Regions from separate parts of the Xenopus laevis genome. Here regions 1 and 3 are each linked to region 2. A link is a contact called in public Hi-C data. All regions are on one chromosome and are shown on one strand. The core of a region is the stretch at or near the end of the contact, and the rest is flanking DNA. Distances in the headings are between cores, read along the strand shown. Region 1 has its middle 67 kb from the start of mmadhc.S. Region 2 holds the start of rnd3.S (Rho family GTPase 3 S homeolog). Region 3 holds the start of mmadhc.S (metabolism of cobalamin associated D S homeolog).

Region 1 (2,720 bases), core at 132-2,631, 140 kb after region 2:
GTCTCTTTAAAAAAATCTTCGACCCCCTAGTTCGCCACCTAAAACCTACCGAGGCCAATGTTAGCCTATGGGGAAGGTCCCCATAGGCTTCCTAACAATTTCCTGATCGAAGGAATATCCTTCGATTGATGGATTAAAATCCTTCGAATCGTTCGATTCGAAGGATTTAATCATTCGAACGAACGATTATTCCTTCAATCGTTCGATCGTAGGAATAGCGCAAAATCCTTTGACTTCGATATTCGAAGTCGAAGGATTTTACTTCGACGATCGAATATCAAGGGTTAATTAACCCTCGATATTCGACCCTAGGTAAATGTGCCCTTTATGTAGTGTCATTGACATCCTACAGTACATCCACCAGCAGAGCTTAAACGTCAAGATCCCTGCCAGGCCTTTCACTGGGATTCAAAATAGGCCCTGGCATTTCAAGTACCCAGAGGCCAAATAGCCCCCACCCACCAGCCCACTAAACAGTGACTGTCAATGGTACTTACCAGAAACCACATATTACCAGTAATTGTCATCAGAAATCATGTCATCTGCCTGTTTGTTTTTGGAGGAAACCAAAGTGCATTTGTCTCAATCAATCCCAGGAACCCAGAGCTGCATGGCCACGCTAACAAAATGTGCATCAAAAATCGAAACTTTCTTTAGAAATTAGATGATATACTTATATGCATTTTACCTGCTTCAACCAAAGTCCTAAACAAAAGGATAAGCTCATCAGGATAATTATCATGGTAGTATTCATACATATTTCTGTATATATATATCTACATATATATATATATTTAAAGGGGAACTATTATGAAAATGAAATTTTAATATAAGCTTTAATATAAGACACTTTCTAAATACAATCAATTAAAAATTCTTGTTTCATTGTTTCTGAAATAATCAAGTTTATATTCACTATTCCTCTCTCAGCATCTGTTTCTCTTCATTCTGTCTTCATGCAACAGTTGGGTGTCAGATAAATGATCAGGGCCGGATTTAACGAAGCGGAGCCCCAAGGCCGCAGATCACATGAATTCGAAATTCAACGTTTGATAAATGTGCCTCTAGGTGTGGTTGAGTTAAAATGGCTGCAATTGTTGTGTGTATTGACACTATTTATTAAAGGTGCTTTCTGAACCAAAACATGTTTCTTGTTCCTTTCACATATCTGCACCAAGCACCAATGCACCCGGGCAACCCCTGAAACTACTTACAGTAATATAGGGGTTCCCACTGTGGGCTGCATTGCACAAGCCAGAGAGGGAACACTCTACTTAGTACTCGTCCTATGGCAGTGCAGATGGTAAGGACAGGGCTGCCTACAACCTATTATCTCAGTGCTCTGCACCTAGCTCCAAATTACCAATCAGAAGCTAAGTGCAGAGCACACCCAGACAGCAACACAGCTCATAGAATAAGCACAATAGAGCCTGCTTTGCCCTTGTATCTGGGGTGTAATTTACCCCTCAAATGTTTCCCGTCTCACATTACACATTCAAACATACTCTGAGAGCAAATTAAATTGTTGTGCATTCAATGTAAGGTGACCACTAAGATTATGTTGATGTTGGCACTTGCCACTAATGCTACTTCTCTTAAGAGCACACCATGCTGGATGTCACAATACTGCCATTGGTTTCATTGTGCCATCATCACTCCACCTTGGCTTTCCAATTTACATTTATATATAAAATCGACCAATCAAGGCCTTAATCTCTTAGGGAAGTACAATTAGGAAGATAAGTTAGAAGAAGACAACTAAGAGAAAATACCAGATTGCTATCAGCACTGCTAACAACACTTTTAAAGTCTCATCGAAATGAAGACAATGACAGTTGTTACAGTGATAGAGGGCTCCATCTGGTACTTCAGCTCAATATTGCATGCTGCTAATTTAGAAGTTAATGCACTTGAATAATTGAAGAGAAAGATACACTGAAGCTTGTAACACGAGGGAAATGTTTTCTAAGATGAAGGTAATAAAAACCGTAGAATAAAAACAAAAACAGTTGCACAGTTCCAAAATAAAAGGGGGTCTAGCTGTTTAAAGTAAAAGCAATATGTGAAGTCAAAACATTTGGATTTGACATTGGATTCTACATCCGAGTGACATGATGCATTGGGGAGCACATGCATAAAGATGGAGCAGACTTTTATCAGACATTATTTGGCTCTCAGGATGCTCCCCACTGCTCCCCACAAAACCCTCACCAGTGGCATTAGGTGACAAGGGTCAGGTCTCCCTCTCCAAATAAAAAACTTTAGGTCCCCCACTGATGCCTTGCTGAAGAAGGCATTTTTTTGGCCAACTGAAAGGAAGCAATGTCCTCATGCTGCCAATATATTTTAAGAGAAATATGTTTATGCAGTTGGCGAATATGGGCTCACACAGCAATAATAAAACTTAGTAATAAATAAAACTTAGAATGCATTTTTAATTTTTTACATCATTGTTGAATCTTGAGAGTCAGGCTATAGCTGTGTCATATTCAATCACAGAAACTATGATACAAAATTCTGTTTTTCCATATTTGAATGTATATGAACCATTTCAGATAGAGTCATTATTACAATCTCATAAATAATTTAACAGGGCCCAATATCTAAACATTTAAAATACATAACATAATCATTCTGTAGACACTTCCAAAACTATAAAATCTTTGTACCCTCAGAGGTTAAGTGCAAGGATTACTACATTAATGAGATTAAACAGTTCT
Region 2 (2,700 bases), core at 136-2,635:
CTGCAACCCCCACTGGAGCATGTGTTACAGGTGACTCTCTTTCTCAGATGTAGGTGTAGGTGGTTATTCACACTATCACACACTTACACTGATCTCTCAATAGCTTTGTAGCCTGTGGCTCCTAAAACAATAGTGGTCTATATGCTTACGAGATGATATGTCAAGATGGTACAATATCTCTGGTACAATAAACTCTCCTGACGGTATTGGCTCAGGCATACCTCCCAACATTACAAAAATGGAGAGAGGGACAAAAAAGATACAGTATACTGCGCATAGCAAGTCCATTTTATGGTTCCACCTCCTAATTTCTGGTCTACAAAATAGTTATAATTGTATCTTTGCTTATTTTCAATTGTTACAAGCCTCTCAAACTCTAACCTGGAAAACAGATCAAGCTTGAATGTATTGCAGTGTACGGACAGCCAGTTTCTGTTTTGTTTAAAGGTTGGGGCATTTTGGTGGCTTGGGGCATAAAATGGCTCAAAGGTATTGTTAATGGGTTGAGTTCAGAGGACTTCTCCTATTTGTCTGTATGGATTTTGTGGTCACGCCTCATTGCACCCCTGCTTAATGTTTTCAAAAATTAGTGGTGACCACCCTTGTTTATTATAACATATCAAGTGCTGGAATGAACCCTTATGGGCACTACAACCTCACATATGTACACTAGGCCTACTATACCTGCTATCCCACAGCCACAGTCCCTTCACAGAGACTATTATCCCACTGCTACTATAGGCATCATCTCTCCCTACTATACCTGCTATCCCACAGCCACAGTCCTTTTGTAGAATAAAATTATAAAGTAATCTACATATGGTATTAAAACCTTGCAGGGAGAGGTATGTCGGGCACATCAGAGAACCTAATGCCAAGAATCCTGCCCAGGCTGGAACTGGCAATCTGTGACCCCTGGCATATAGCAGAGGGCTGCTGTAAGATGCTATATACTGTATTAATAGGGCCTGTGGAGCTAGTTGGGTCCCAATTTTGACCTAACCATGCTTTAGTTAATGCCCCTTGCCTGGGCCGCTCAAGTGCAAAAGACAAAGGAATGGCGAGATTCTTTAAATTTACATCTCAGGTCCCACCTTCCCATGAGGCCAAACGAAAAACAAATCAGTATTTAGGAAAACAAAGCCATCTGCCTCAGCTGCCACCTCTTGCTTAGTACTGCAGAGCTCTAGCACTTCCGCCACTGTCCCCTAGATGGCGCATTGTCCGCACAGCCAAATGTTTGCAGCTCTTCCTTCCACTCGCCGCATGTTCCATACAAGGAGAAAGGGTGGGCGTGGCGGAGTCTCCTGTTACAGAAGACTAGGGCAGGGGGCGGGTCCGCTATAAAAGCTGTCAGTAGTCGCGTAACAAAGCTCAGTCATCTCGCCGCTGGATGTAGGAGGGTTCCTTGTTGTCGTTGGTGGATCAAGCTGCTCCGGGAGGTCTGTGCGTAGAGAATCTCGCTGCACCTTCGCGTCTCTGCTGATCAGAAAGGAAAGTTTCCTATACACATCAATGAAGGAAAGAAGAACGAGTCAGAAACTGGCCAGCAAATCAATGATGGATCCCAACCAGAATGTGAAATGTAAAATTGTGGTGGTGGGGGACAGCCAGTGTGGCAAAACTGCTCTGCTCCATGTCTTTGCCAAGGACTCCTTCCCAGAGGTACGTCCCTCAGGGGCCAACATAGGATTTGCATGGAGGGGGATTCTGCATTCCATCTAATATTACTAACGTGTAACTTTCTCATGGCTGCTGATATACCCACCAGCTGTACCCACTAGTTATACCCACTAGCTGTACCCACCAGTTATACCCACCAGCTGTACCCACCAGCTGTACCCACCAGTTATAACCACCAGCTGTACCCACTAGCTGTATCCACCAGTTGTACCCACCAGTTGTACCCACCAGTTGTACCCACCAGTTGTACCCACCAGTTGTACCCACCAGTTGTACCCACCAGTTGTACCCACCAGTTATGCTCACCAGCTGTACCCCCATGTGCAGCACTTGCAGCAGAGCACACTTTCGCTTACAGACCATCTTTCTCACTCTCAGTATCATGTGGCCCTTCAGCTCTTTGTATTGGTGGATTGGGCAGGGGTGTCCAGCTGTGGCCCTTAAACTGTTAGTGTTCAAGTGACTGCAGGTTAGCCATGTATTTTTCCTGTTCATGTTTGGAACCTGCACACAGCTGGAGGACCATAGGCTGATCATCCCTTCTTTCTTTACTCTACATTGTATTTTTACCAGCCATGGAAACAGCCTACAAAAATTGGTCTATTAAGTGTAGCCAGTGGGACTGCTGTTCAGCACCATTGGCTGGTTGAAGATGGTATTGCAAGTGCAACGTCTCAGCTATTGGCTGATTCTGACGTTTAAGAGACTTGTCCACCTGTAAACCCCCCCACCTTCCTTAACACACAACTGTCCCTGGTGGCACTCCTGAGGATTTACTAGAAGGCAGACAGTCATTAAACAGGCCATAAATTAACCCCCCAACCATCTGCCAGCTTGTTCTGCTGGGCATATTTAAATCTAAATGTGCCTGCTGGGTAGAGTGAGCGCACAAGCTCTGTGGGGCAGGGAATCCCCACTATTGTCTGTGTTAGATATACAAGTTTGGATCTGGATTGTGTTACAATATTTGGTGGTGGGTGATTTCCTATTATGCCACAACACTGAGTGTGGGTTCCT
Region 3 (2,700 bases), core at 63-2,562, 210 kb after region 2:
TTTACCGGCCAGGTCGGTAAAGTACAGGCCAGATTTCAAACTTAGCTGTAGCCCTGCCACATGCAGATGGAGGAGCCCTGTTGTGGTAGGTTAATATCCCCTTTAAGATATAATGCCAAGATAAGTATGGCATGCATCCCCAGGCTTAGGTCCAAACAGAGTTATATTGATTCTGGAACCAAGGCACTAGGGTGGGATTCTAAATTTATTGGCCATGTCTACGTGGGTTTCTTATCACAGTACAAAACCAAAAGCTGATTGGTCAAAGTCTTATGAAGTTTACCCTTAAAGGAATTGTTTAGTGTAAACATAAAATCTGGTAAATAGATAGGCTATGCAAAATATATAATGTTTCTAATATAGTTAGGGAAAAATATAATGTATAAAGGCTGGAGTGACTGGATGTGTAACATAATAGCCAGAACATTACTTCCTGCTTTGCAGCTCTCTTGCTTTCCACTGATTGGTTAGTCTTTTGATTCACTTCACAGGTTACAGTTTGGTAGCGTTAGAGGTAGGGCTGCCACCTTTTCTGGAAAAAAATACCGGCCTTCCTATATTCTTGCCGTTTATTTTCCAATTTACAACTTTGGCATCAAGCATCATTTTTACCGGCCAGGCAGGTAAAATACGGGCCAGGCGGCAACCCTAGTTAGAGGGAGGGTTAGTGGGCCCCCTTATAGTCACTGACAGGGGCGTAACTACAGGGGAAGCAGACCCTACAGCTGCAGGGGGCCCCATGAGGCCCTAATTCATAATAAATTTCAATAAATATTGGTTAAACAGATAAAGCTCTAGACATTTTGGGGGCCTGAAAATAATATGCTGATAATAATTCCCATGGACTGAATTGATGTTATTTAAAAAAAAAAAAAAAAAAAGTACAGTCTTTAAAACTGCCAACCACTCGGATAGATGGATATCCACAAGTTATATAAATGGGAGCAAATATCAAAGGGAGCAAAAATAATGAAGCAGTTCCCTGTGCGTATCTGCACCACAACTACAACTCCCAGAATCCTCCACTAACACTACCAGGCTCTGCGGAAGTTATTCAAAAGAAATCCTTTGTTTAAAGACACCTGTATGCCAACAAACGTAAGAAATGACGTATGAATTGAGCAATATGATTAAAGTCCATCGTATAACATCCCTGCATACAGTGTGACATAATCGTTTACGCTTAACAACCGCGCTTACATATTTCGACTGCCATTGGTTTGGAAGCATGTCCTTCAATGCTAACGTCCAATCAGAGTAGACCTCCAACCAGCGACCCTTTTGCAAGATTGTCGTCGTTGTTAGCCATTAGTGAACTCTCTTGCTTTTGTAGGCGGTGTTTAGCTCACTGGGCCAATCAGAAGAGTGATTGCATCGTATCCTGTTGTGGAGCAGTGACAGCAGGAGGACACGGCTTGTGAATATTTGATCCAGTGCACTAGGTAGGAAGCTGGGCCCTGTGGGGCCACTGGAGAATTGAGGGCACATAGTGGGAGCTACGACTACACAACACACTTATCTACACCTAACCCAGTTATCCAGAGCTCTTATACACCTGTGCGCGAATACACGGATATAAATGGCCTCGTAAAACTTGTCTCTGTATTCAGTGTTGTTTATAAAGCAGAGTAGAGACGTACAAAGCTTTGAATCTCCAACCTCAGGCTTCCTGCATTGCTAGGGGTCCCCTCTGATTCTTTATCACTGAAGGGATCCCCACAGTAGGGCTTCTATGTACAGGCTTTTTATACCAAAATAATTGAGGTCAGCACTTTTACTTACTCATTTTCAAGGTATATTATGATGAATTTGCTTCCAGCAACTTCCAAAGAAAATTCCCACTTTTATGTTCTCAACATAATGTAGAAACTAAATTTTTTTTACTTTTTTTTTTAAATATATATAGTGGATAATGTACCCCCTACTGTAATTTATAAAGATATTATAAGTCACAAGGAGTTATGTGACCATATAAAAGCACAAGGCCGCATGCCGAGTGCTTTTATAAAGGTCACATAACTCAGAGCTGACTTCTGATATCTTTATAAATTTCTAGTAGGGGGTACATTATGCATTATAATCTACATTTTGTGGGGGGGTCAGAGTCAAAATTCTGGTCGCCGGCGTCCATTTCGGACGCGCATAGTCAAATTCGGACGCACATCGTCAAATTCGGATGCGCAGCGTCAAATTCGGCGGCCTGGGGCCCCTGTTATAACTGGCGCGTACTGACGTCAGAACGCGCTGTTTATATAGTGAATAAAGTACCCTCTCTTGTAAAATATAAGGATATTATAAGTTACCGAGGAGTTTCATGACCATATAAAAACACGAGGCCGAAGGCCTCGTGTTTTTATACAGGTCATGGAACTCTGAGGGGGGCAACTGGGGGTACTTTATTCACTATATAATACACAAAAGCCATGAATATCCTGTAAATTATACCCTTATAAACGGTGAGTTCTGATGTCATTAGTTATAAACGGTGAGTTCTGATGTCATTCCTGTCACATGACTCACCGAAACTTGTGTATTATAATAAATAAAGTACCCCCAGTTGCAAAATATGAGGATATTTGGCCTCGTGTTTTTATATGGTCATGAAACTCCTCGGTAACTTATAATATCCTTATATTTTACAAGAGGGGGTACTTTATTCACTATATATATATCTATATATATTATAACAAACAAGGGAAA

The links. Hi-C and Micro-C count contacts between places; a contact is called where the count stands out from the background.
Region 1: a Hi-C map of the XTC cell line shows a contact between it and region 2, with 2.5 times the contacts expected there. The contact joins the enhancer-like site here to the promoter of rnd3.S in region 2. A contact is called at or near these places in 2 of 4 Hi-C or Micro-C datasets (the XL177 cell line and the XTC cell line).
Region 3: a contact with region 2 is called in a Hi-C map of the XTC cell line, with 5 times the contacts expected there. The contact joins the promoter of mmadhc.S here to the promoter of rnd3.S in region 2. A contact is called at or near these places in 2 of 4 Hi-C or Micro-C datasets (the XL177 cell line and the XTC cell line).

What each region holds. Positions count from the first base shown.
Region 1 is chr9_10S:59,386,277-59,388,996 of Xenopus_laevis_v10.1, reverse strand. No RefSeq gene overlaps it. Among protein-coding and RNA genes, the nearest start is that of mmadhc.S, 67 kb to the right of the region's middle. Within about 2 kb of position 1,381, at least 1 of the 7 cell types and tissues checked has an H3K27ac peak or open chromatin away from gene starts, as enhancers often do.
Region 2 is chr9_10S:59,527,762-59,530,461 of Xenopus_laevis_v10.1, reverse strand. It overlaps rnd3.S (Rho family GTPase 3 S homeolog), which reads left to right and starts at 1,385. Exons shown (of 5, transcript NM_001091085.1): 1 at 1,385-1,665. The coding sequence starts at 1,516.
Region 3 is chr9_10S:59,318,968-59,321,667 of Xenopus_laevis_v10.1, reverse strand. It overlaps mmadhc.S (metabolism of cobalamin associated D S homeolog), which reads left to right and starts at 1,312. Exons shown (of 8, transcript NM_001096531.1): 1 at 1,312-1,442.